4 separate regions of the Zea mays genome follow, and all the other regions are linked to region 3. Evidence: chromatin contacts called from public Hi-C data. All regions are on one chromosome and are shown on one strand. Each heading gives the region's core, a stretch centred on a gene start, on an enhancer-like site or on the middle of the called end of the contact. The rest is flanking DNA. Distances are from core to core; before and after follow the strand shown.

Evidence for each region. A called contact is a pair of places that touch in the nucleus more often than the background predicts.
Region 1: a contact with region 3 is called in a Hi-C map of tassel, with 3 times the contacts expected there. The contact joins the promoter of LOC100275534 here to the promoter of LOC100382163 in region 3. A contact is called at or near these places in 2 of 25 Hi-C or Micro-C datasets (ear and tassel).
Region 2: a Hi-C map of ear shows a contact between it and region 3, with 2.7 times the contacts expected there. The contact joins the promoter of LOC103653610 here to the promoter of LOC100382163 in region 3. A contact is called at or near these places in 3 of 25 Hi-C or Micro-C datasets (ear, endosperm and tassel).
Region 4: a Hi-C map of ear shows a contact between it and region 3, with 3 times the contacts expected there. The contact joins the promoter of LOC100277290 here to the promoter of LOC100382163 in region 3. A contact is called at or near these places in 5 of 25 Hi-C or Micro-C datasets (ear, endosperm, leaf and 1 more).

Annotation. Positions count from the first base shown.
Region 1 is chr4:117,996,624-118,003,714 of Zm-B73-REFERENCE-NAM-5.0, forward strand. It overlaps LOC100275534, which reads right to left and starts at 5,409. Exons shown (of 3, transcript NM_001149591.2): 1 at 5,130-5,409; 2 at 4,638-5,042; 3 at 4,073-4,322. The coding sequence starts at 5,240. The coding sequence ends at 4,230.
Region 2 is chr4:117,580,586-117,587,268 of Zm-B73-REFERENCE-NAM-5.0, forward strand. It overlaps LOC103653610 (histone H3.2), which reads left to right and starts at 5,377. Exons shown (of 1, transcript XM_008680464.3): 1 at 5,377-6,264. The coding sequence starts at 5,585. The coding sequence ends at 5,995.
Region 3 is chr4:117,775,105-117,781,961 of Zm-B73-REFERENCE-NAM-5.0, forward strand. LOC100382163 reads left to right here and starts at 2,657. Exons shown (of 1, transcript NM_001174923.1): 1 at 2,657-4,706. The coding sequence starts at 3,325. The coding sequence ends at 4,521.
Region 4 is chr4:117,545,068-117,552,025 of Zm-B73-REFERENCE-NAM-5.0, forward strand. It overlaps LOC100277290, which reads right to left and starts at 3,031. Exons shown (of 5, transcript NM_001365094.1): 1 at 2,873-3,031; 2 at 2,733-2,779; 3 at 953-1,037; 4 at 1-41. The coding sequence starts at 2,734.

The sequences.
Region 1 (7,091 bases), core at 4,159-6,658, 220 kb after region 3:
CAATTAGGGTTGATTGCACTTACACCTAGAGGGGGGGTGAATAGGTGATCCTGTAAAATCAAGTACTAAATAGCCAAAACTTGGTTATGAAAGTTTAGTGCAATTAGCACCAAGTTTCTAAAGTGAGAACTCTAGAAGAAAATCAATCACAATGAAGAGGGACACGAGACACAGTGATTTTTATCCCGTGGTTCGGCCAATGCCTACTCCACGTTGTGGTGACCTCCTTCGGTCAAGGATTGCACTCAATCCCTCTCAAGTGATCCAATGATCAACTTTGAGTACCATGGTTTTCTTCCTTAGTAGTCTTTTCCCGTTTGCAAGGAATCTCCACAAGTTGGAGCCTCTCGCCCTTACAATGTTGATCACACGAAAAGCACAAGAGTAAGGGAGGGAAAGCAACACACACAAGACTAGAAACGCAGCAAACACATGCACACAAGCCAAGACGTGAGCACAAAACACGACGCAGGGAGTTTACAACTCAAACGGTGCTCAAATCTCTAACACGATGATCCGAGTGCGTGGTGGCGAAGTCTAGGCATCTTAGAATGTTTAGTGAATGCTTGGTGTACTGTTCCATGCGCCTAGGGGTCCCTTTTATAGCCCCAAGGTAGCTAGGAGCCGTTGGAGATCCAATTGGAAGGCAATTCTTGCCTTCTGTTGGGTGGCACACCGGACAGTCCGGTGCACCACTGGACATGAACAGTAGTTGTTCGGTGCTTGATCTCCTTCCTTATCTGGTGCAGCCGACCGTTGGACCTTCAGTCCCGTTGGCACGGGCCACGCGTCGCCCGCTGATTGCGCTGCCGACCGTTGGCTGCGGGCGCCTTTGGCGCACCGGACAGTTCGGTGAATTTTAGCCACAGCGCCTTCGGCTTTTTCTCGAGAGCGATGAGTTCGTCGCCGGGCCAGCCTGGGCACCGGACAGTCCGGTGCACCACAGGCTGGTGCTGGTTTGACTGAACTCAGCCAAATCTTCTCCACTTTCTTTTGATGTTTTTCCTAGCACTTAGGTAAATATGTTAGTATCAAAAAAACAATTTACTAAGGCTAGAAACATACCTTGATTCTCGCTTTGCATCTTCTTTAACACATTTAAATCAAAGTAATTTGTGTTGGGCATCTATTTACCAAAACATTTAAAGAAATGGCCCAAGGGTACATTTCCCTTTCAAGTTTGCATATCTACCTTTGTCTTTAAGCTTCCATATTTATTGTTTACTTGAGTTGCAATATTTACCATGCTTAGTTTAGAACATAATCTAGTTGGTAGGATTGGAACTTAGGTTGCTAAACTCATTTTGTAGTAGAGATAGAAACACTTAAACAAAACCGTTGTGCACCTTTGTGTTTAGCTATTTGCATAGGGTTTGTTTAAGAGATTAATTATTGGCCTAGTGTAGAGTGTGAAAAATAAAAGTCCTAATTCAATACCCTCTTAGGCGTCCACTCTCCTTTCACATGCCACCTAAGACGCTTCTAAACGACGTTGAGATGAGGAGAGGTGAAGATTGAGGAATGAGGAAAACTAATCTAAAATAAGTTACCGCTACTCCTAGGGCATAAATATAAAGTAACTAGTGAATAGACTGATTTGATCGATTGGATGATGCCTCAATCGGTTTTACCCTATCATATATATGGGGAGATCTGGATCCATTCCTAGACGCTTCCCAACAGATTCTCGCGTGATTAGACATATAAGCACGCATGAGATAAGGATTCTCGCTTGAGTAAATCTAATCGCGGACCATCCAGGCTACACCCACGGACCGTCTCGGGTGCAGACCGTCCAGCTACGTCTAGGTGTCAAATATGGTGCTCAACAATAAACGATAGTATGATCTTTTATTTATCGTATTAACCTTTTCTAAATTTGTTAAGAATCTATTTATTCCGAAAAGAGAGTATATTTTTATTAAATAATTCCTCTTTGACTTCAGTCACTTCAACTCCGGTTGCACTAGGTAACACATAGAGATGGCAATAGGGCCCCGAGATCTGATTCCCCACGGGGAATTCTTCCATTAAAGGATAGGGATGGGGAAGTTTCTTCCCCACGGGATGTAAACGAGAAAAATTCTCCTCCGACGGGTAAACGAGAACGCGGATGAGGTAGCATTCCTCATCCCCGTTCCTCACGGGACCTGTTAAACTTATAGGTGACAATGTTTTCATGTAATAACTAATAATAAAATAAATAATTATCTTGTGAAGAGATCAATCGTTGTACAAATGTGTTCACTTTGATGCACACATAATGATTTTTACATCTGACAATGTCTATAAATGATAATGTTTTGCATTAATTACAAAGAAAATATGTTCTAAATAATGTTTTGCATTAATAACAAAGAAAATATGTTCTAGTTATAATTTAAGTGGTGCTGATGATTCTCGAGAGGGATTTATCCCCGCGGAAAACGGAGATAGATAAGAAATGTTTTCCGCACACGTTTTTGGATCCCACCGGAAAAAAATCATCGTGGAGATGAGGATGGAAGCTAAATCTTGTTATCCCTAGTAAAGCATCATGCGTTGTCCATTATTTCCGGTCAGCTTTGGTTGATGAGTCATTTCCATCGATATAGGATTGGACAAGAACGAGGTTCACGATTTACCATTGCCAGGGCCCAGGTGACAAAGGCGTATCGTGACGACGGTGGCGTCGTTGGATTAGACACCGTCCGTTGGTGGACGACAGAACAGGGTACATCACGCGCACCGTATCTAGAGATGTCATTGGTCAAAGTATACGCACTGGACCAAGGATCTGTATTCGACCGTATTACACTTATGCCATAGCTATGATTTGTGTTATTGTTGCATGAACACTCTACCTTTCGAGTAAGAGCATCTACAGTACAGTGTTTTCACTTCTGATTTAATAGTTTTTTTTTCTTATTTTTAAGAGTATATTTATTTCATTTGCTTGTTCCAGCAAGAGGTCTCAAATCAAAGATCTTGTTTTCTTACCGACACTAAGAGGGTGTTTGGTTCCACCTAAAAAGTTTAGTCCCCGTCACATTGAGTGTTTGAATGATAATTATGAGTATTAAATATAGTGTAGTTATAAAACTAATTAAACAAAAATCCTAAACGAAGACACGAGTTTATTAAACCTAGTTAAATCTATATTTAATTCTCAGAATTAATATTTAAATGTTTGACATGACACGAACTAAACTTTATTCAGAAGAACCAAACAGGCCCATAATATGAGAGACAAACTTGTTATCTCAATTTTCCAATCCTCAATCTCATCAGCCTTGCTGAGGTTCCTTGTCAGGAGCTTGCGTCGACTCGAGGAGCCATGGCGGTAACCGGGAGGTGTCAGAGAGGGGCCCACCTCGTCGGGTCGAAGAAGACATCAGGAGCGGTATGTGTGGCTGGAGAGGATGTCGGGTCACCTTTCCAAACCTAGAATGCGTTGAGGAGTGGATTCATGGAGGAGGGGGTCGAGGAGGAGCGGATGTCAAGGGGGAGCATCTTGGCAGGTTCGCCGGATAAGGGCTTATTCGCTAATCCATAGCAAGTCAAAATCCTTTCGCTTAAATTTTTTCAATCCCTTCTAATCCAGGTGGGATGGAAATAACTGAATAAAACCTAAAAGGGTTGAGATGGAGCAACTGTCAGCTTCACTTGGTCGTTAAAAGAGAGGTTGGGCGGTTTCATTGTTGTTCATATAGAGAAGCGGTCGGGAGAGGGGAGAAATGCCAGATTGCCTTGGCAGCAAAGGGAGTCGTGCTGACGGAAAAACTGCTTCAACGTTGAACCCCATGAACGGCAGCGAAGGGGGTGGTTTGCGGGCTTTTCAAATGTGAGAGACGAAGTAAAAGTACTGCTAGACCAAGGTCTTTAATCTACACCCTGAAATAATATAGGTTAGGGCTTATTTGGTTAGGAGGAAATTGAAGTCTCTAATCCCCTTCTAACCAAATAAGCAGGTATTTTTTTTTTTAAAGTTCATGATGGAGATGCTCTGTAGTATGAAACTTTGAATAATGCATATACCATGCATGCAATACTCTTTAGTATCAAGAGGATGGCAGGAGACAACGTGCATGTGGCAGATAAAAGGAAGACTTGACGACTTTGTTTACATAGGATTAGAAGAGGGGTCAGGGTCGCCGGCGCCGGCACAGAAAGAAACAATAAACCAGATAAAAAGGAACAATCTTTTGATAGATCTCTCTTGCGACTGCTAGTTCTAAACTGCATGCTGCTTAGATCCCAAAAGACAGCATCAGCATAGCCATGAGCCCCAGCAGCAGCGGCATTACACAGGCGGCTCCAACTGAATTGGCGCCTCCAACCTCCTGAAAACCACACAAAATTAGTTAGGACATCATCATTCATTAAGAAACAAGACAAACAGAGAGTGACGCAGTTAAAATGGAACATGAGGTGATTAGTTTTTTTTTCCACCTTTGCCCTCCAATACTAATACTTTTAAAAGTTACTGTTGAGAAAAGGAAGCTATTATTACTAATAAAATGGAGATGGGAAAGTATTAAAGGCGGTGTACGTAAAACGGTGATGGATGCTGTATGGAATGGAACCATGCAATGCGAATGCAACGGGCCGCGCCGGCGTGAGATATATCGCTACGTGCACCGCAGCACACTACCCACCTGCCGCGTTTCTCCGGGCGCGGGCATGGGCAGGACGGTGTCGGTGTCCGTGACGCCGCGCGGGACCGGCACGGCCGGGCTGCTCTTGATGAACGCCGCGCCGCCGTCGCCAGAGCCCGGCGCCGGCGCCCCGGCGGTGGGGGCTCTGGCGGGGCCAGCCGACGGCGCCGCCGTGGGCTCGGGTGCGGCCGCGGGCGCGGCCGGCGGGTGCGCGGCGCGCCGGACCTCTCCCCTGTCCCGGCGCCACCGCTCTGTCGGCAGCCTCGGCCGCACGTCGCCACCACCGTGGACCGGCGCCGGCGCGGCGAGCGGCGCCGGGGACAGGCCCGACAGCTCCGGTGAGGGGTCCGGCACGATGACGGCCAGCGGGACCTTCTTCTCCTCGTAGCCGCCGACGCCGTGCAGCTGAAACGCATCGTCGTTATTAGGCTTGCTCCTGGAAGCGCATGCAGCCAAACAATGGGCGTGCGTGCACATCGATGTACCACTTACCTTGAGGGCCAACGACGTGTGCAGTAGCTGGAAGCAGAGCAGCAGCGCGAGGAACGTGCGAGAGCAGCGCACGGGCCCGGCGTTGCCGGGCAGCGTCGTCGCAGCACCCATTTCGCTCCTGCTTCCCTTTCTCAAGTTGCTACCGTGCGCTCTCCCACACTGCCACTCGTTGTTTCAGCTCCTGAAAGCTGCAATGAGTTGCTGGTGTTGCAATCTGCAAATGAGAGTGGTGAAGCTAGTGGAGCGGTAGCCTTTGAGGGCGTTGTTGTTGAAGAAGGGAGCGAGGATTGCACACGATGGTGGGGAGCAGGCGAGCCGAGCACTGGAGACTGGACGCTGGGTGGGTTGGGTGACGACCTGAGTGCAGGTGCCGGGCGGAGCGCAGGCTGGAGAGGGCAGCTTAAAAGCCAAAGCCCAGCTGGCACCACCACCACCCTCCACGCCGGAGCTCAGAGCACAAGAGGTCAAGAGCTAGGTGAGCACAAAGCAAAGCCTGCCGCTAGGTAACAACAACAAAGCCAAGCAGGAGCTAGCAGGCTTTGTTGGCCACTTTTCGACCACCATGATGATGGGGTAAAGGGTTATGTTAATCCATGATCAGATCTGCATCTAATCGCCCAGACCTTAGCAGGTCGTGATTAAACAGGGACGAGAGCTCAGCTTACTAGACGCCGGACAAGGCAGTGCATGCAGACGCAGTAGTGGAGGTGGGAACCGTGCGGTGCAGCTTGAGGCTTCTTTCTGTCTCGTCAGTGGTCACGGCTTCGAAGGCCTTTGAATTCGCTCGGTGTTCGGGATCCGGCAGGGATTCCGATGGGGTGGGTATCGAGGGCGCCTTTTTGGGCCCGATAATTGGGACATGAATGGCTGGCACGGGCGCGCACGCACTTGCTTTGGTTCCCACTCACCGACGACCTTTTCCGTCGAGAGAATCTCGGTGTCGCCAGAAAATAGAGCGTGCAGCCCTTGCTCAGAGCTCCGGAAATCTTCACCCAGCTCCGAGCTCGCTCTCGCTTCATTCGTTTGTCTTGCTGCCTGCCACCCACTGACACGAAACTCCCAGCTCTGCACCAGCGCCATGAAACGTGGGTTCACCGGCCCGGATTGGATTCGTCGCGCGCGTCATCGCATACGAATCTCGCCCCTCGAAATGACACTCCGCTATCAACACTATATATGTCCTTGTCCCCAACCAAGGAGCTGGAAAGGACTCAATCATGGTGTCATCATGCGGGTGTATGTTTCTATACATAATGATACTGAATTACTGGTAACGCGATTATACAATCATCATCAAACGAACATCGCACCACTTTTGATGTTTGGATACACCACTAAGCTTTAGTTCCTGTTGTTACAGAATTTAGCTTGGCCTAAATAATAATTCCGATATATAAATCCTAAAGACTCACTCGCACATGCATGATACAATGGGACTTTAGTACCACCTTGTTAGTGAGACCAACTTAAATAGTTGTTGAGTTGTCTTCACCTGGTTGAAGCTATCAAGGAGAGAGAAAAAGGAAGAACACACGTGCTCGCTCGCTCGCTGGGCGGGGCGCGGGCGCACGACATCCGCGTGAATGGTCCGGCGATTTTTCTAGTTGTTGAGTTGTCTTCACCTGGTTGAAGCTATCAAGGAGAGAGAAAAAGGAAGAACACACGTGCTCGCTCGCTCGCTGGGCGGGGCGCGGGCGCACGACATCCGCATGAATGGTCCGGCGATTTTTCGCCTCCGACCTTACGAAAGTTGAAGCAAAGGACTATCTTGTCATAATGAGCGTCATGACGGTAGTAGCTCAAATGATGAACCAAAAGAGTTTATATGTCGCTGAGACTCTCTTCTTGCTCGTCCCTATAGCCGGTTCAAAAGAATCTACAAGGAGAAGTTAAATTCACATTTAATGTTGCTAAATGTGACAAGATATTTGATGAATTACTCAAGAGCGGTAACATTAAACT
Region 2 (6,683 bases), core at 4,127-6,626, 190 kb before region 3:
GTCAGATGTGGAAGGTGAGGAAGAATCGGTCTCGTAGTAGACCACCTTCTTCATTTTCTTTTTATTCTTGTCACCCTTCCATTGTTCATAGTACGAATCATGCGCTCGGCCCTACCGTTCTGAGGAAGGTATACGAGCAAGACATCCTCAACTAGACACCGTGGGAGAGGAAGAAGTCACGAGACATAGAGTTGTCGAACTCCCACCCATTGTCACACTGAACACTCCAAATGGTGTGACCAAACTGAGTGGAAACCCAAGCGAAGAAGTGAGAGAGCGTGGGAAACATGTCAGACTTCAAAAGCAAGGGAAAAGTCCACAAATAATGAGAAAATAATCCAGGACGAGCAAATAGTACTTAGAACTAGAAATACTGATAACAGGTGAGGTCCATACATCATAGTGTATCAGATCAATAATGTCTACCGCTCTGAAAGAGGAGGTAGGGAAAGGGATCCGAACATGGCGACCAAGCTAACATGCATGAGAGAGATGCTCAAAAGAGCCCCGACTACAAGACAAAGTGGAGTTGCTAGATATCTTGGAAAACACATCACGCCCGGGGTGGCCAAGTCGATGGTGCCAAGTGACGGACAAAGTAGCAACAGCGAGGGCGTGTGGTGTAGGGGTCATAGAAGAGGTAGCAGGCATGTGAAGGGTATATAGTGGCCTGGAGCTGTCACATCTAGCGAGAAGGGTCCTGGTAGCCAGATCCTTCACGGACAAACCAAATAGGTCAAACTCCATGGAACAAGAATTGTCAGTAGTGAACTGACGAACAGAAAGAAGATTTTGAATGATGTTGGGAGCAGCAAGGACATTGTTTAAGCGAAAGGGACCGGGAAGGACCACATTGCCTACTGAGGTGATGGGAAGGATAGACCCATTTTCGACAATGATAGAAGAAGGGAGATAGGGGTGAGGGGGAGAGGTGGAGGAAAGGATACCTGCATCCAGAGTGGTGTGGTACGACGTGCCAGAGTCGGACACCTAGTCAAGGACACTGGTGGGCGGAGCGAGCGTCATCATGCTGAAGAAGCGGGCAAGGACTATTGGTCCCACCCGCCACCCCAAGGACCCCACTCGGGCTGGGCTATAGGGACCAGGAGCGGAAAGAGCCCCGGCTAGTGCAGAGGGGGCACCGTCGGTGGTTGAGCAGCGAGGAAGCCCGACGATAGGGCGGTAGGACGTGGCACAGAGACACCCGCGGACGACCCCGACTAAATAGAGATGGTGCCGATCCACGGGTTGTAGAAGGATGGCCATTGAGCGCCACCCTGCCTGCTAGAGCATGGCCACCACCCTGAACACCCTTGCCACATCCCTTGTGGCCACGCCCGCCACGACCACCTTCGGAGCTAGAAACCTAACGAGGGGCTCTAGAGGCTGGCGAAGGTGAAGAGGGGTGGTGAGGAACCCCCCGACGTTCGAAGGAGTGGTCCAAGTGGCACTGTAGAGGGTCGTGGCAACGAGAGTGTTGGCAGTGTACTCGAGCTCCTCAAGCAGGAGATCGCTGTGGACCTGCTCGAAGGTGGGGAACGACTTCTAGCGCTTGACGATGGCCTTCAGGTGCCCGTAGCGAGGGCTGAGGCCACGCAGGACGTTGAGGACAAGATTCTCATCCATGAGATAAGCACCAAGGACATGGAGAGAGTCCACCAGCGTCTTCATCTGGCGATAATACTCAGTGACAGATAGGTCCTTTCTGAATGAGCTGGTGGAAGGCAGCCTCCAGGTAAAGCTTTTGGGCCTGGTAGTTGCCACGAAGTGAGTCTCGAACGCGGCCCAGACCAAGCGAGCAGTGTTGTCCAGCTCATCGACAAATATCCTACAGTTTAGCGATAATGGTGCCGAAAAACCAGGTGAGCACCACCTAGTCCATCCAAAACCAGGACTTAAATGGCTCGGTGGTGTCGGAGAGGACGTAGGCTTCAAGGGCATATCAACATAAGATCTGCAAAACCTGCTGGAGCCATCGAGCGTACTGAAGGGAGTCGTGGCCGAGAACATCGGTGACACGCACCAGAATGTTGAGGATCCCCGAAACCTATGTGTGAAGCATGTTGTAGATGGTTGTGGCAGACGTCGGAGGGGGTGTAGTCACTGGTGCTGTCGTGATATGATGGTGGAGTGATGCCCTGGACACCCTTGCCCGCGAGAAGACGATAAGTCTCAGTGAACGGACGATCGAGAGCATTGGCAGTTGCCTGCTCTTGCTCCAAGGCACGCGTGGTGTCCTGCGCACGTCGATGAGCGACCGTCACAGCGGCTTGGGTAGCGACCAGGGTGGTAGAGACGTCGTGTGAGGAGATTATTGTGTTAATTCACCGGACGCTCCGCACGAAGCGCCGGACAGTCCGATGTGTGAGGAGATTATTGTGTTAATTGGAACATGGAGCTTAACCTGAGATAACAGTGCTGCCACAAGGGTGGAATGGGACGCCCTTGACGGACTAATTAGGAAAGCTAGTGGAGGACTACCTTACCCAAAAGGGGCAACCATGGTGCGAGGAGCTGCCAGTATAGGGAGGTTCTCAGGTCGATCGTGCTGCAATGGCTTTTCGAATGAGGGATTCCTATATTGCCCCTTCTCACACAAACAATAGCGGTTTTTGAAGCTAGTGGAACTTTGTAAAGGCCTCGTAGTGGGAACCTTCCTTGTCTCCTCAACAAGGTTTTAAATAACTAGATATAACAACCGATATATCCTTTTTACTAGTGAAAAGTTATGATATTTAGCCTGATATATCCCGCTATATCCTGATATTTGCAAGTTTGAGAAGGGTGGGGATAAACTATGTATCTCGATATTTGCAAGTTTGAGAAGGGTGGGGATAAACTATGTATCCCGCTATTTAAAACACTCCTCCTCGGTAGAGATGAATGGGAAGTTGTGATCCCTTGGCAAATGGGTAACACGACTTGTGGGTAAAGGGTACAACCTCTGCAGAGTGTAGAACTGGTATATCAATCGTGCTCATGGTCAAGAGCGACCCAGGACTCTCGCATGATTAACTTATGGAATTAAACTTAATCTGTCATTTGCAATGCACTGTGAGATTTATTATTAATTGTGATCTCTTATTTAATTGGGTTGGTATACACTTATACTTAGTAAATGCTAATAAAATTTTGACCAACATATTAAAAGCAATGCTCTGCCTTAACTATTCCTTTTAGTAAGCCTTACACTTCACATGAGCCCTCCCACCGTAAGTGAGCTTATGCACATTATTCCCCACAACTTGTTGAACGATGAACGTATGTGAGCTCAGTCTTGCTGTACTCACGCCTAAGTCAAGAACAGGTACCACAAAATGAGGAGCATGAAGGATGTCGTGATGAGTTCGTGAGAGGTCTAGGCTATCGTCTCCTAGTCAACTATGGTTGCAGAGGATCGTTGTCTTCATATGATATAATTATTTAGTTATTTTGTACATAACCCCTATTATATAATAAAGATATAACATTGATTGTTGTACCATGAGTCATTATATGCGTGAGACTTGTTTACCCTTAAATCTGGGTGTGACAGTGCTGGCATGGCCAGATCCGGCCCGAGCCAAGGTTGCACGCGTCCGGGGCAAGGGGACCTGCGCCGAGGCCTCCCACACCAGATCTCCGCGCGTCGAGGTGAGATGAAGCGATGCTAGGGGCAGGCATGCCAGAAGGGACTACAACCGTAGAGGGAGGGGCCACATCGAGGGGATATGGGGTGTCGGCGCCGAGGTTGGCCGCGACCGACTGGGGAGGGGCCATGTCAAGGGGAGAGGGGGCGGCACTAGTGACGGTCACGCCGGTGCAGAGGTTGCCTGCGACCGGAGCACCGGTGGCAACGAGGGAGAAACCCGACGGTCTCCAAGGACAACGAATGACCAGAAGGCGCGGGGCCAGCTCCAGGGAGGAAGAAGGCCGGGGAGGGAAGGCCCCTGGGGGCGGTGGCCGGTCGGCCATGACAGGGGAAGGGCGGCGGTTGGTAGGGAGAAGAAGCTAGCGGCGGCGGCTGGGAGGAGCCAACGACTGTTTACAGGAGAGGAAAAGATTTTGGCTCTCGTACCATGTTGTAAACCCTAATTCATCTAAAGGGAGAGTTTGTACAATATAAAGAGGAGTCCCTAATGGGCCACCTAACAGGAACCCAAGGCCCAATAAGGACCAGATACAAATTCACTCTAACAATAACCAAAATATTCCAATACCACAGTTTCACAAATACCACATTTTCGCGCACAACAAGGAAAACTTTGGTCTAGACCAAAGTCTCCAATATTGTGGTTTTACTAGTATATTCGTAATACTGTTGTTGGGGGCCTTCTCCTGCCAAAACTTCTTAAAACATCAAGTCACAAATTGTTTCTAAGTCTATTTCAGGTGCTTTGAAGTAATAATAAAGTCCACATTCGTTCGGGACCTTCGTTTGGACGACGCGCACACAAAGGTGAAGCTAAGAAGCTTTGGCTCCTTGGCCCGAGCGCATGACAGTATCACGAAGTAATAATGATACCCCTTAGACATTCTTATTGCATTATTCGAAGGTCTTTGATAATGATAATCTTCATCACTCAATTTATGTATTGGATAGATTTGGGGACGAAGATCTGTTACCTCTAAGAGGGTGTTTGGAAACAAAATATTTTTAAAGTTTTGAGGTAAAATTATAATATTAGAGAATACCATGATATTTTTTACTAAGAGGTGTTTGGCTACCTTGTAAAAAACTTTATTTTGAATACCATATCTTTATAGATACCATGATATTTTAGAGCATTTGAAACTCTACTTCAACTCAAAGTTTTTGTCTATAACCGACTTCTTTCACATGTATACTAAATATCATGGCTTGGGATACTTTGTCTTCAAACAAGTATGCTTGGACCTTGGAGTGATGTAAAAAATATTATGGTTGTGTCAAGATATTTTAAAACTACAATATCATAAAACCATGGTTTTGAAATACTTTCCCTCCAAACACGCCGAATTGTGTTACCCTGTTTTGGTGTCACTAACAATTATTATTTTCAATATATAATTTTTGGAACCTTTGTTAAACATCTTTTTTAATAAAATATCAGAATATTATTAAAAATCACGGTGTTGCGTTGGAACTAGAAAAAAAAACTTTGTTCCCAAACATATCCTTAATTTTTTCACTTCCGCAATCTGCTGCAGATCCTGCCGCCTACTCTCATTTTCGCGCATGCCTGTGATTTTCATCGAGGCGCCCGGCCAAACCAAACTGGCGAGGTTGCGCGGCTTTCAAAGGAGCCGAAAACCATCTGCACCGATCGACTAGCACAGGCCCTTCGATCCTCCCCAATTCAGTTGTAGCCAATAGGAGCCCAGAGCCACCCATCACGCGGATCCTCACTCCGCCTCCACCTCATCGGCGCCGTCCATTCCCGCGCAATGCCACTCCGTCACCTAGCCGGCTAGCCCTTCTCTCGAAAAAGTTCCCGGCTCCCCGCTCCGGTTACAAAACACCCAACCCCATCCCAATCTCCGAACGCCTCGCATCAAACCAACTCTTTCCCAAATCCACCGCCGGCTCGGCTCGCCCATCTTCGCGCCAAGCACCGAATCTCCGATGGCCCGCACGAAGCAGACGGCGCGCAAGTCGACGGGCGGCAAGGCGCCCCGCAAGCAGCTGGCCACCAAGGCGGCGCGCAAGTCGGCGCCGGCAACCGGTGGCGTGAAGAAGCCTCACCGCTTCCGCCCCGGCACCGTCGCGCTCCGGGAGATTCGCAAGTACCAGAAGAGCACGGAGCTGCTCATCCGCAAGCTGCCCTTCCAGCGCCTCGTCCGTGAGATCGCGCAGGATTTCAAGACCGACCTCCGCTTCCAGTCCTCCGCTGTCGCCGCGCTGCAGGAGGCCGCCGAGGCCTACCTCGTGGGGCTCTTCGAGGACACCAACCTCTGCGCCATCCACGCCAAGCGCGTCACCATCATGCCCAAGGACATCCAGCTCGCGCGCCGCATCAGGGGCGAGAGGGCTTGATCTCCCGTTGTCGTCGTCCACGTTGTTGGGCCTTTCCTCTGTGTCTCTGCTTGTAGAATCCTTGCTTCTGTTCGGTTCCTTCTGTTCGCATGATGGTGTTCGTAGTGTTAGGAGTTGCATTTTCTAATCTGCTTGTTCTTGCACCGGTGCCTCTGAAGTGGCGTTTCCCTCTATCTTAATGGAAATGGAATGTGCTTTAAAAAAGAAATCTGATGTCTCGTTTGTTTCCGGAATTGTAATCTTATTAACAGAATAGGTTATTTTTTTAAGATGTGACCTTCGACCGTATAAGTCTATCTTAAATTTATGAGCTGAGAGATAGAAATTGATTCTATAGATTTATATACTATATTTTTATGTATAACTTATAACACACTCTTTTACTTACTTCACTATAACATAAATGTAGTATATAATTATCTCTATCATATGATTTAGAGTAATATACAAATATATTATATATATAAATATATAAATTTAATTGGTTTTATCTAAATTATAATTATTAAAATAGAATTCAATTACAACAAAACAAACAGGTCCGAGTGAATTCTAGGCTTTGAACACACTTTCTAGGCTTAGGCTGGCTCCAGCAAGAACCTCTAAAGCCTCCTGTACTCTAAATATAGAGGACCAAACGGTTCTCTATGCTCTCCAACAACGTCCTCTAAACGGTCCTCTAAATTTA
Region 3 (6,857 bases), core at 1,407-3,906:
ATAAATTTTAGGTTTTGCCTAATCACCCCCTCTAGACGAGTTTCATGTTGTGCTTAAAGTGCCTGGGCAGCAACACCATGGCAAAGACGTGTGGATCCCACACCACGAAGCTGTTGTTGGTGGCGCTCCATGACACAATCGGGTCGGTGGCTAGGTCGTCGACCATGTCATATGTCTTGGTGAGGAATGATGGTGACCAAGGGTCATGCAGAACCTCCATTGTCCTCGGCGTCGCTGCGACGGTGGGGGACGACCCATCTTAGGCCTCCTCCGTGCCTGCCATCAAATCTCCTCCCTCTAGAGCTTCTTTTTTTGTTTTGCAATATCCTTCTTGACAAATCCTAGACAATAAGTAAGGATGCATACCACTCGATGGTTGTTGTTGTCCACTAGTATTCTTCTTCTTGGATGCTGGTACAAGATGCATCGTCCTGCTAGAACAATATTGTCCTTGCCTTGTCATACTGGGGGTTGGGTTCTTGCAGAAGGGAATCAAGTTCTAAAGGAAGACAGGAGGCAGAGACGAAGCCAAGCGGACGGAAAAGAAGGGGGCTCACATCAATGGTCTTGCAGGTGGTGCACTTACCTCCGATGGCGGGTGCGGAGGTGAACGCTGCCACGAGGATGATGGCCACAAGAAGGAGGATGTCGAATTTGCTGATTGCATCCCTCGGCTCCATCTCTAGCAGGCCCCGCTGTCAGATGCGGCGACCTATCCTGCGTGATCATGTGAGTCCGAATGTCCAACAAGGAGGGACAGACTAGTGCAGATGGTTGGGGTAGAGGCTGGGGGTCGAGGGCGGAGAGGACGATGCTTCGTGCCATCAGGGAGGGAGGGGCGCGGGCTCTACCTCGGTGTAGCGGACTCCGCGATGGTGCTCGATGTCACCATGCCCAGCTGCATGGTCATCTAGGGCATGTCGTTTAGCCCCAACGACAACGCCTTCCTCTGGACCTTGCGATGCCGGGCCGCCTCCTACGCGTGGGACAACGTCGCCACCCCTGACTTCGAGGTCGGCCAGATCCCATCTCTAGGGGGAGATGGACGCAGAGAGGGGCAATGTCGACGCGACACGAGCGTGGAGCGAGGTGCCGAGGACGAAGGCAGGCGAGGGCACGGTGGAAGGAGATGAGGAGGGGTGGTGGTGGCCACATCTCATGGTCGAGATTCCCAGCGGGGGAGCGAGGTTGCTGGGGCAGGGGTGCGTGCTTGGGGTGTGGGCGCGGTCGAGCACGGAGGGGGAGGCGGGCGTAACCGTGGTAGTGCTAGCGCCCCACCTTACGTTCTTAATAGTAGTAGGGATAATATCGTGAGTCAGTTTTTCTTCCACCGACCGAGTTTTTTATTTGGATGCTTTACCAAAACGGAGTTGACCCCAACTTCATATTTTTTGAGATTGCTAAGGTTGAGATTGAACGTAAAGTGGATTAGTCCCAAATATCGTTTTAGACATAGTGTGGCATAACCATAGATGTGCCCGCGACTAGGTAGATTAGTAAACATGGTTCACCTCCTGGCATAACCACAGATGTGCCCAGGACCCAATTAGGCTTTGTTCGTTTACACCAATTCCGCTCTGGATTAGCATGGATTGGAATTAAATTCATGCCTCAATCCATGCCCCAAAATAATCCATGACTACTTAATTTTTTTATTCGGTTAAACCCATCATGAAATATAACCCAAAGGTTTGGGAATTTTTTAAACTATGAAAGACATGGATTCTATCCATAACCCATTAGGTATGGAACAAATCCATGAGATATTGCACAAGTTTACATTAGAATCCATGGATCAAAAGAATAACTAGCTTTGAAAGTCACATGGATTTGTTGATGGATTTAGGGTGTGTTTGGTTTGGCTTTTGGCTTTGGCTTTTGCCCCCTAAAAGCCAAAAGCCAACCAAAGGGCTGGATCCAAGAAGCAGCTTTTTCTAAAAGCCGACTTTCTCGTAGTGCAAAACTGAAAGCACCCCTGGACCTGCTTTTAGTGGCTTTTGGATGGAACTGTGAAAACATATATCGAAGAACTTTTAATGACTTTTAGTGGTTTCCACCAAACGATTTTTAGCTTTTTAACAGCACACAGCCTACAGCAGCTTTTTCCACAGCTCACAGCCCACAACAACTTTTTCCACAGCCACAGCCCAACCAAACAGACCCTTAATCCCACCATGGAATTGGGTGTGAGATATGGATTCACCCAATCCATATCTGGATTAAATCCATGATGAAATTATATCCCATATAACCGAACAAGGCCTTACAGTTCTAATTAAAAGCCATAGCCCACAGCGAGGTTCGATGAATCCTATACGGAGCCCACGGCGTCAGCATCGCCGTCGGCACCCGTGCTCACCTCCAGGCTCCTGCCTGCGGTAGGGAGTGCCTGGCGGAAAAAAGTGGTGTGGACGTGTGCTTGCGTGCGTGCCGCGCACACTCCCCGCAGCCCAACTCTCTGCACTGAATCACAATCATCGTCCTTCCTGCGACCCAACTTGGCAACCTGTGCTTCCTCACAGTATAAAATATTTTACTGATTTCTTTGGGCGATTTTGGAAGCCTCCAGCCGCTTTACTAGCAGCGTGTCATCAGCTAGAGCCCTCCCCTTTTTATCATCATCATCAGTCATCACCTTCTCCCACCTCGTGTGTCTGTTTCTCCGGCCTGGGCTCTGGGCTCGGGCGTAGTCCAGTTGCCACCAACCGAGCCAGAGAGAGAACAAAGAACGGGTGAAAGAAATCTCGGAAAGGTTCCAGATTTCCTCGAGGTGGAGGCCTCCTTTTCCTCGGCCGAATCGCTCGTTCGCTTTCTCTCTCTCTTTCCTCCCATCGAGCATGCATTCTTTTCTGCTGCTGCGACCGTAGGATCGGCGTCCAGCAGCCTCGCCGCGTCGGTATGGTTTTCCCTTGGCCCACACATCCTAGCTCTTCCGCATTCTTGAATTTCGTGGTCGAGGATTAGGGGGTTTCTCGTGCGCTGGTCCAATTTCGCGCTAATCGTCCTGTTCCTGCCTCGGATTACTCGCCTTCTCGTGGTCCCCATCTGTTCTTGGCGTTCGCACGCTTGCCGTGCGGCGGGCAGGGCTGCAGCAGCAGCCGGCAGCGCGTGCATCTTGCGACCCCCTTTCCAAGAACCAGCTGCAAGCTTTGGCCTTTTCCGCCTGCCGTACCCGAAATCCCGCAAGAAACTCCACCCAAGAAAAAAGCGGCGCCCTTTTGGCTGGCTGGCTGCCATTCCTCACGCCCCACGAGTTTGGTGAGGCTTTGAAACGAGCACAGTTCACAAGACAGTGAGGCTGCGGTGGGTGTTTCCTCGTCGGAGATGGAGGGAAATTTGCCGCCGCAAACCATGGTCCCAGGCGGAGGCCCCTTCGATCTGGGGCAGCCGTTCCACTTCGCCGTCCAACCCCAGGCGCTCCAGGTTTACCAGGATGTCTTCGCTGCCCCCGCCGCGAGCCAGATGCCGGAGCTCGGCAATGTGGTGAAGGCCTCGCTGAGCGACGAGGAGGAGGGCGGCGACGGCCACCTCGACCGCGGCAAGGCGGCAGCCGCCTCCCAGTGGCACCGGGTCAAGTGGACCAGCGGCATGGTCAAGCTGCTGGTGTCGGCCGTGTCCTACATCGACGAGGACGTGGACGCGGACCACGGGACCAGCAGCGGGAGGAGGAAGCACGCCGTGCTCAAGAGGATGGGCAAGTGGAAGCTGGTCTCCTCGGCCATGACCGAGAGGGGTTTCGCTGTGTCGCCGCAGCAGTGCGAGGACAAGTTCAACGACCTCAACAAGAGGTACAAGAGGCTCACTGAGATCCTCGGCCGGGGAAGGGCTTGCCAGATCGTCGAGAAGCCAGAGCTCCTTGAACAGTTGAGCCTATCTGGGAAGCTCAGGGAGGAGGCCAAGAAGCATCTCAACTCCAAGCATCTGCACTACGAGGAGATGTGCTCCTACCACAACAGGAACCGCTACTGCCTGCTTGATGATCCTGTCCTTCAGAGGTCCCTGCGGATGGCGCTTAGGGCTCCAGCTGAACAGGGAAAGCAATGCTTGTTTGGCTATGATGACGAGGATGATCAGATGTTGCTTTCTGATGATGATGATGATTATGAGGATGACGAGTTGAATGACGATCTGGAGGCCGGTGCTGAGGATCATGGTCCTCACAGAGTTCATGCCACCGAGAAACTGAAACATGATCATGAGGGACATTGTGGGTCTCATCTGTCAGAAGTTGCAGCCATTGACATGAACAGAATGAACTTCGAAGGATCTGGTGGTCCATCCTCTGAGAAGAATTTAAGTTATATGCGTGTTCAAATCGAGAGGCAGCGTCTGAAAATAAAATCTCAGATGCTGAGAATTGAGCAGAGGCATTTCAAGTGGCTGAAGTTCAGCAAGGAGAAGGACAGGGAGCTGCAGAAAATGAAGCTGGAGAATGAAAGGATGGCGCTGGAAAATGAGCGATTGGAGCTGGAGCTGAAGCTTAAGGAAATTGAGATAGGCATCAAACCAAAGAGGATTTAGAGATTGCAGGATGCAAGTGGTAGAGCTAGGGAACTTTTAGAGTTTCTGGTAACCATTTTATCTATTGTAGTACCTTACAAATTAGGATATGTTACATAGTTTCATCTTCGCTAACTGCATATCAGTTAAGTTAATAACTCTGTTGGTTTCAAGCATTTGCAATAAGTACAGTTTACCATCTGAATATGATGCTTAATGTTATCATTGCACATGTTATCCATCTCACTACTATTGGCTGGCTGTATGCTTTGGTTGAGCACTGTGTATTTCCTGTTCTGTTCTTATGATATCTCTGTATTATTTCAGGGTTCTAACCTGGCTGGTACAGGTACTCTAGGATAAGATGTTGTGTCGTCTCAGTGTGCTTTGTGAATACCATTATTACATCAATATCAACGAAGAGTTTGTTGTCTTCATCCGTGCTTTCCAGGTCGATTTGATCTAATGTAACGTGAAGTTTCAGAAATGCTTTACGATAGCATCAGCTGGACTGTGTACTGTATGTTGTATCGAACCCTTCTTTCTTCACTAACATACAGTACCAGATATTCATCCCTTCAAGCTACCATTTAAAAAGCAAGCTTCATCTGTTTTGACCATTAGTGTTGGTGGGCTAGAAGCCTGCATCTTTTGTCGAACATTCCAATTATTTTGCGTTCATTCGTCTGCTTATATTTGTGATGCTGGTATTGTCCACTTCGTATGTCATAAGCTGACGGTAGTGTGTTGGACAGTGGATGGTTTTGTGAAAAAGGGTCGAAGAGTGCCTTTTTTTTTTGAAATGCTATGAACACTCTGCACCTGCAACTTGCTGCCTTGCCGGCAATCGAAATGTTGACTTGAGAATTGGGAACTTTAAAAAAGTGTTTCAGAAACGCTTTGCAGTTAAGATATGGTGATCATGATATGTTTTCTTCAGTTCTGGCCATCGCTCAGAAAATGTCTCTGAAAAACTATGCATACCATAAAGCGAGCGGCTTGTTTTCTAAGAGTACACATCTGGGACAGCAAACATGGAGACAAATAATCAGCGCGTACTCATATCAGACAGACTGGATGTTTTCTGATCCAGATACAGGAACCATGATTGCAACCCGAATGCTACAACGACAAAGGAAATCACTTGGGGGCGATCATGCCTGGAAGGGCCCCTGACGGACCAATGCAATGAGAACTAAAGACGCCGTCTTTTCCGTTTGGAAACTAAAAAGAAAAATTGTATTTATTTTGCATAAGGAAATTCAGAGAATGCATTGGCTGGTCCCAGGTGTGGAATCAAGTTCTGAGTGCTACTTTGGAGATGCCCAGCGTGGCCAGTAGCAGTACAACATGTCAGGTGTGAATCAATGTCCTACCCCACCTGATCACCTAGTATTTTGTTTCGCTCACGAGTACGTATTATACATCTGCAACTATACAATACTCTCTTTTTGATTTATCACGTTTTAGTTCAAAAATGAACTAGCGGGCGACAAATATTCGAGAACGGATGTAGTACTACTGTAGCTTGTTTTATTCGACTCTGTCATCGCACGTCAACAACACGTCTTGATAAGGGTGTAACAACCGGGAACAACTATGGTAGGAGCCACACTTTTCAGATCTCAAGTTAGAGAAATGAATATTTGTCAGCTAAAATATCTGTAGATCTCAATAGCAGTCTAGAGGATTAGAGAAAGGGACCATACAAGAGAGAGCATGAAAACTAAACCACTAGATAGAAGCCAGAGAGATAGCTAGTTAGGGACAACCCTTCTCTTATTTATACTCTATTACACATTTTCATCATACTGCTAAATAGTTTAGAGCTAAACCACTTACTCAGAGACATAATGGACAAACTCCCAAATTGTAGATAAGATGACCACACTCCCTTTTATTATTTTGCTTTGCCTCGATGCAACCTTCATTATGGCTTTATGTGGCACCTTTGATTCTCGCTGAAACCATGCCTAGGATTTTGAGGTCAGACCCACGAAAACTATTACCGGGTGATTTTGTGGCTCAACCACCAAACCATCGTAGGTAGCATACTCCATACGCGTTTTTCATATCCTATTCACATGTCTTGCTAGTCCTCGCATTTGTCGGTGTCCCCCAGATGTTAGTCACCACAGTTAGTCACTCGACTTCTCTAGTTCCTCAGTCAAGTCCTAGTGCTTGTCCTCAATCACTCCCGGTCTATTGACACAAACACATGACCTTCACCATTGACCGCCATCTCTAGATGCACACCTACGCACCATAAGCCAAGAGATATGTTACAGACACTCATGCCTCAGTTAGTTCAGTCGACGCAACCCAAGACACTACTTCATTGACAATCATTCATCATA
Region 4 (6,958 bases), core at 1,781-4,280, 230 kb before region 3:
TTGTGCCCAGTCTCGTCATTCTCAATCCTCTTAACACATTTCTGTGCACAACGTATGTCTCATAAGCTCATACTCCAGTATCACAGCCAAAGATAACATAATCTATACTAGTAAATAACACATGGAGAATTTCTTGAAATTAAACAGGCAAAAAAATGAAGTTCTAGGATTGTGAAATTGCAACATGAGCACAGAACAAGGTGGCCACTAGTATTACACCATTGGTCCAACTTATATGTAACCATTAAATGCTGAGCTAAACTTATAAGACTTCAACCACTACTATACATTAATATATTTACTATTAAGATATATTATCTGTGAATTATACTAGCAGATTCACCATCAAGTGTTCATCATGATCATTTAATTAGCTTTTGTTAGAGTTGTCTCACTGAGTAACCAGGTGGGGGTTCAAAGTAGCCTCACCACATTTGCGGGAGGAAGTCTTGTCTCGGTAAAATATGACTATTCTCTCGGCAAAATATTAGCTTTTGTTAGGGTTGTCTCACTGAGTAACCAGGTGGGGGTCCAAAGTAGCCTCACCACATTTACTCACCACCTTTTACATTATACAATACTACTATTCTCTGGGCAAAATATAGTTGCTAAAACAAATAATAGAACTCTCTATTCCAAAGGTCATTGAGAAAGTATAAAAATCTACAGAAATATAATATAAACAGATTTTCTTTCTAGGGAAGGTTACAAGCAGACCATATTTTGACCTACAAACTTGGCTCAAAAGTATATCCCAAGAGAAACCTGACTTAAACAAAAACAACAGATAAAGATTTCAACAGAAGTCCAAAAACACTCTTCATATTTAGACCATGTTCTAGCAAGTTTATAGGACGTATCATTTATACAGATAAATTAATCAAGTTCGCACGCAAACAAGCAACAGCCAATACAAAATGAAGAACCAAAAACTGATATAGAATTATATTACCTGATATTCATACCACTGCGACACACACTTAGCCTTTGAACGTTCCTCTAGGAACGCCTTTGGATCAGTTACCTCCTCATCCGCCCTGTAACACAACGCAAGATGCAGAGATTACAACAAGAAATCAAATTAAAAAAAGGGCAACTACCATCTAGCATCAACACATGTTGTTAATTAATTGAAAAAAACGATACAAGTAGCTTGCTTTTCTAGATGGAGTTTTCTGGAACCTCTTAGCACACGAAAACATTTTCAACAACACTTGCAAAAATACACTAAGCTATCGAACATCAAACCAAAGAGCATGTGTACCATTTTGGTTTACAAACTGTTGGAGGCCTTCGTCTTTCGAAGGTCCTCAAAAACACATTTAACTATTGTTGTCAATATATCCTTAAGTGTCGCAGGTGCTTCGACGCTAAATACCTTCGGAGCAGGACATGGAGAAAGACGAAGATGTTAGCTTCATCATGACAACACTATTACTAGAGGCAGAAGACATTATTACCCACGCACTATTTGTAAATCGGTCTTGCAGACATGCTTGTAATTTTATATGAAGTTGTACTTTCCCCTATAAATAGATGAACAGTGCACTGCATAAAGTACATTTTTGGAGGCTGGATAATTGCACTGTGTAATTCATTCTCCAGAATACATTCGCTCTAGCTTACACCGAGGAGCCGAAGGTACGATTGAAAACTTATTACGTGCGAAGGAAGAAATGAAGTGTCAAAACAATCTGAGATGAGTCAACATGTTTACCTTCTGTATATCTCTTGTGTTTTCATCTTTATACTTTCGTATGATTCATTTAAGTAAAGTTTAACCTTCGTCTTCGAAGGGAATATCCCGAAGGGGTAACTATTCGAGGACGAAGGTTAACTACCTTTTTAGCATTGTGTTGCTTTGTTTTCAACTGTGTATAGCAATTGAGAACAAGTGACCAACACAAACGACATGCTGATTGCCAACCAATGGAAACCAAATCTATTTTAACACTTGTTCCATGTCAAGCTTGGCAAAAGAGGTTCACATAATTCAGAGGATTAACAACTTGCTTTTAAACTATTCTAACAAAAAAAACTGTGCTGAATGGAGATAGAGTTGAGGAAGCATCTAGGAACAATTGAAGCTTATTAGGAGTGTCACTTTTAGTAGTGAATATAACAATTAGAGGCAATGGAAGGAAACTAGAATAAGCACATCTGTTCTAATAACTACTTCATACGCTGCCTACACACCACTCTTGTGCCTAACACCTAATAACTGGCCATCGGATAATCCTGACTAGATGCTACAAGCTGACTAACCTTCTTCCTAACGTCTAAACAGTTTTTAGAACACTGATCAGTACCGATGAAAGCATTCACACTTCACAACAAAGAACAATGGCACAAACACAAACATCAGGAACCACACATAGACAAAGCCGATGCAACATTTTGTTTGGTGAGTGGTGACCCATGCGTCATTCTGACGATCCTGTCAATGCCGTAGACCCAGCAACAAGTAATTCAACGTTCGGCACCAATAAGCAACGCGCCTCATGCTCGTCTATCAAATCCACTACATTGAGTCCACGAATTTCTCAGGGAATAAACAAGCATTCACGGATTTGTCAGGAAGTAAATCCACGAATTTCTAGAGGCACGACCATCCGAGCATCGTCAGCGGGAACCCGGTCGATCCACGCACGGTGCTTGGATACAGATCAGCGAGAGGAGAACGCAAGCAACAGAGTATGGATGGAGGTGAATCATCATATCGGATTACTCACATGGGCAACGGACGAACTGCGGCGAGCAGATGAAGAGGCTACTTCAACTGCAGAAGACAGCAGCGATTAACCCTAAGGAATGAAAGAAAAAAGCACATAAGTCACATGAATCACGAACGACGAGACGGATCTGGACTCACCGGAGCGAGAGGAGTACGGCGAGGTCGGAGGGGGCGGCGAATTGGGGGAGATGTGATGACCACCGGGGGGGAAGGCCGGAAGGCTGGACGAACCCACGGTGGGTGGGTTGAAGAGGATCAGAGGAAGTGGGTCTGTTTTTATCAGGAATTGTTGATAATAATGTCTCAACAGGTCTACTCAAACAATTTTAAGCAACGGCTTTAACTTTATTCTAATTACTTTATTCTAATTATTCTAATAATTTTAAGCAATAGTTTTAAGATAACACAAAAAACCATTCTAACAAATAAGAACTTTGTATGGCCTAGGACGACCCTCGAGCAAGGCAACCACGACCTAGTCAACCCGACTAGTTCGGACTAAACCATAAAAAATCCAACCTACTTTCTCAATCGAGTCACTCCAACCAGATCATACCAAACAGAGTTCCCTGATCCAATCACTCTGACCAAATCGGGCCCAACCACAACAAACTCAACTAGAATTCCATCGACCTGGTTCCCTGAGCAGGTCGGCCCTGTTGAGAAACTGGTCTTGGGCCCTGACGCCCCATATGGCCCATCTAACCAAAACCTTAACTTTGCACTATAAATAGAGGAGGACTCCACCATATGTTGTAATCCTAAGAGAGCTGAATACATGTGTCAGAGACATCCACAGAGTCTAATACATAGCCATAATGTTTAACATAAATATCAAAGTGCGGAGAGACGAAATGTAGATGCTAAGCCTACACACGCAGCTGACTGGGGGTTTGCCAATAAGATAGACTAAAACTCGTCGTAGTCGTAGAACTCCTCGAAGTCCTCCATGTTGCCAGCATCACCTCCTGAGCACTGAGTACAATGGGTACAACCTGGGGTGGGGGTGGTGTGTAAAGCAAGGGTGAGTACACATCAACGTACTCAGCAAATGTCTCGTTTGGCTAAAGTGGACTAGCTGTATGTGGGGTTGAGGTTAAGCAGTTGCTTTTAGTTGGTCAAGTATTTATTATTATTGGTAGAGCCAAGTTTTAGTAATAAACCCAGTTATTACCCAAAAGTACTCCTCAAAAGAGGAAATACCAGAGATCAAATTTATAACATCATTGTTAACCATCATCATATAAGTATCCAAAGTTATTCTAATCAAAGAGGATCACAAGGCTGCTCTTAACCGTGAGCTCGGCTGATATACCAGTTTCTAACACTCTGCAGAGGTTGCACACTTTACCCACGAGTCGTGATCCCTTTCTAGCCTGGGTTGTACAGACCCGATCTTCACTACCGAGGTGAATGGTCAGGGATACACTACGTAGCTTTTACAAAGACTCCTCTAGTGCATAACTGCTCGTTAGGTTTCGCCAGTCGTACAAACGCAGTACACCTCCCCAAGGTGGGTGACTAACAAAACCAAATCGAATGAACCTCTGCACCCCCCCCCCCTCGGCAGAGCGAGCACTATGCCCCGACTCCCATTGACGGCCCTCCGGCAAAGCCAACTACACACCCAGGTTCATCTAATTAATCAGCTAAGGACGTCCCATTCCACCCTCATGGTTGCACTATTATCTCGGGTGGTCACTCCACGAACAGGTCCTTACGGAGAGGTACTCAAGAAAAAGGCCTGAGCCCCCTAGAGTATCACAAGATCATCAACATAATCAGGATAACAATATTGTATCATAAATGTTCACATCATGTTCATTGATTAGAGTTAAGGCAATAGCAAAATGCTAACCATGATAACCCAAAAGGTAAACAAGGATAAGATAAATACAGACTAGTCAATCCTTAGGTTTAAGTAATGTAATGTGGGACAATAGATTATAAAGTACGTAGGACATAATAGGTTAGAGGACACTTGACTTCACCAGGTTGTTGCTCAAGAAGGTCTCCAACAACACACTCAGGAACCTCGGACTGCTCGTTGTCTAAATAAAGCGAACATGCACTCAATACATTTGGAAAGTACAAATGAACAGCACACCAAACATGTACAAACATAGGAATACATCTTAAAAAGACACAATACTACATAAGGAATAATAAGATCAAAGTATAACATAAACTATAACATAAACTAACTTCATTTGAAAATAGATTATTATTTCTCTAAGTGTTACTCACAAATACATAACATAGTTCAATTTATTTTATTGTGACCTAAAAATTAGAACAGAGATGATTTCATGTAATACACATTATTAATCTCACAAGATTAAACATGTTTAAATCTCTAGGGTTCTCCTTTTATTTATTTTATTAAATAAATAAATCTACACCTACATTAGTTCATACTTAATCATAAAAATTAGAATGTGCAGACAGTAAATGAAACTATTTTATTTAAACAGAGAATAATCCTATGAACATTTTGTAATTTGAATCACCAAATTTGGAGTTCATATGAAAAAGATATGAAATAAACAAGTTTGGGAATTCAAAATATGAAATTAGGTCTAGTTCTATCAATATTTAAAAGTATAGGGTTCAATCTGCAAGATTACAGGGGCCTGCGTGCGAAAACCAGGGATGGCGGGTTGATTCTAAACAAACCGAGGATCTCTTTAGTAAAACTACCGCGCGAAGGGGTATCGGGTGATTCTAACCGTTAGATCAGAAACCGACGGCCGAGATTAGATCTGCGGTCGAGAGCGCGCGCGGGCGGGCGAGTGCTGATAAGCGGGCCAGGGGATGTCAGCGACGGAGGGGGAGGGCGCACTGACCGAACGGGCCTAGCGCCAGGGAACACGGGCACTAACAGGCGGGCCAGGGGCGTAGGGCGCGCGTGCGCGAAGCGGTATCCGCGATCTAGGCCGTGCGATCAAGATCGGACGGGGGAGATCAGACCAGAGAGGGACGAACGACTGCGGGTGGCGCTGCTCCTCTCCGTGGCGGTGAGGTCGCCGGAGTTGAGGCAGGCGTGTGCTAGGGGGTCCCCAGGTCGCCGGGATTGGGCAGAGAGGGAGAGGATGCCACGGCGAACTCAATGGCGGGGAAAAGGCCACGAATCTGAGGGCAGAGAGGGGAGTACGGCGGAGAGAAGGCCTCAGGCGGACCGGAGGAACTCTAGCGAGGCATTCCGGCCACAGGGAGGGGGCTTGAGGCGTGTTAAGGCTTGGGAAAGCTTCAGCAGGGGCAGGGGTGACACAGGAACCTACACCGGGGAACTAGACCTGGCTAAATTGGCCGCCCACCGCGCGAGCATGGTGGACCGCCACGGTCGAGCACCGGCGATGCCAAAATTGGCCGAGCACAGAGCGAAACTAGGGAAATTAAGCATGGGCAAAGGCGTCTCACCTCGGGGGTGTAACGCCCTGAATTTGGGGGTAGAATTTTCTTCTTCTTTTCTCTCACCAAATTCGGGCGTTACTCTCTTTTCTCTTTCCTCGTTTGCTCCTTCTTCCCAATTTCAAACCAGTATAGCGACGGGTGTCCGTGTCATGTATAAACCAAAACCTAAGTGTCATGGGTGTTGCATCATGCCGAAGCACATTTCTTTGTCTGATGTTGAATGTTCGTCTCGTTCCGTTCCGGATTTCGGTTCGCGATTTAATTCCGTTTAGTGGTCGCGCTCGTCGTGGGTTTTCGATCCGCGAAGTGGCCCGGCCCAGCCCAACCTAGTCCAGCCCAGCCCAACCGGCCCGGCCCGCCCCGGCCTGCGCGCCCCCGGCGCCCAAACCCCCCCCATGCGCCCCCCCCTCCTCTCTCTCTCTCTCATTTGGATCTCCCGCGCAACAACCTCTCCTCTCCCTCTTCCACCTCTCCCTCCCCGTGGTGCCCTAGGGTTTGGAGACGGCGATCACCGGATTTTGGACCCCGAGGTGAGCTCCCCTCCCCTCCCCTTCTCTCTTTCTCTCCCTCTCCCTCCTCTTCTTCCCCCCGCGCGCGCCCTCCCTCTCCCCTGCCCGCGCCCGACCCCATCCCCGCCCCTGCCCGGCGCGGCGGCGCCCCTGCCCGCCCCTCCCCGCGGCGGCGCTCGCCCCCCCCCCCTCGCTCGCCCCCCCCCCCCCCCCCCCCCCCCGCGGCGGCGCTCGGCCCCCCCGCCCGGCCTCCCTCCCCGGCGGCGCTCGGCCTCCCCGCTCGGCCCTCCCCGCTCGGCCC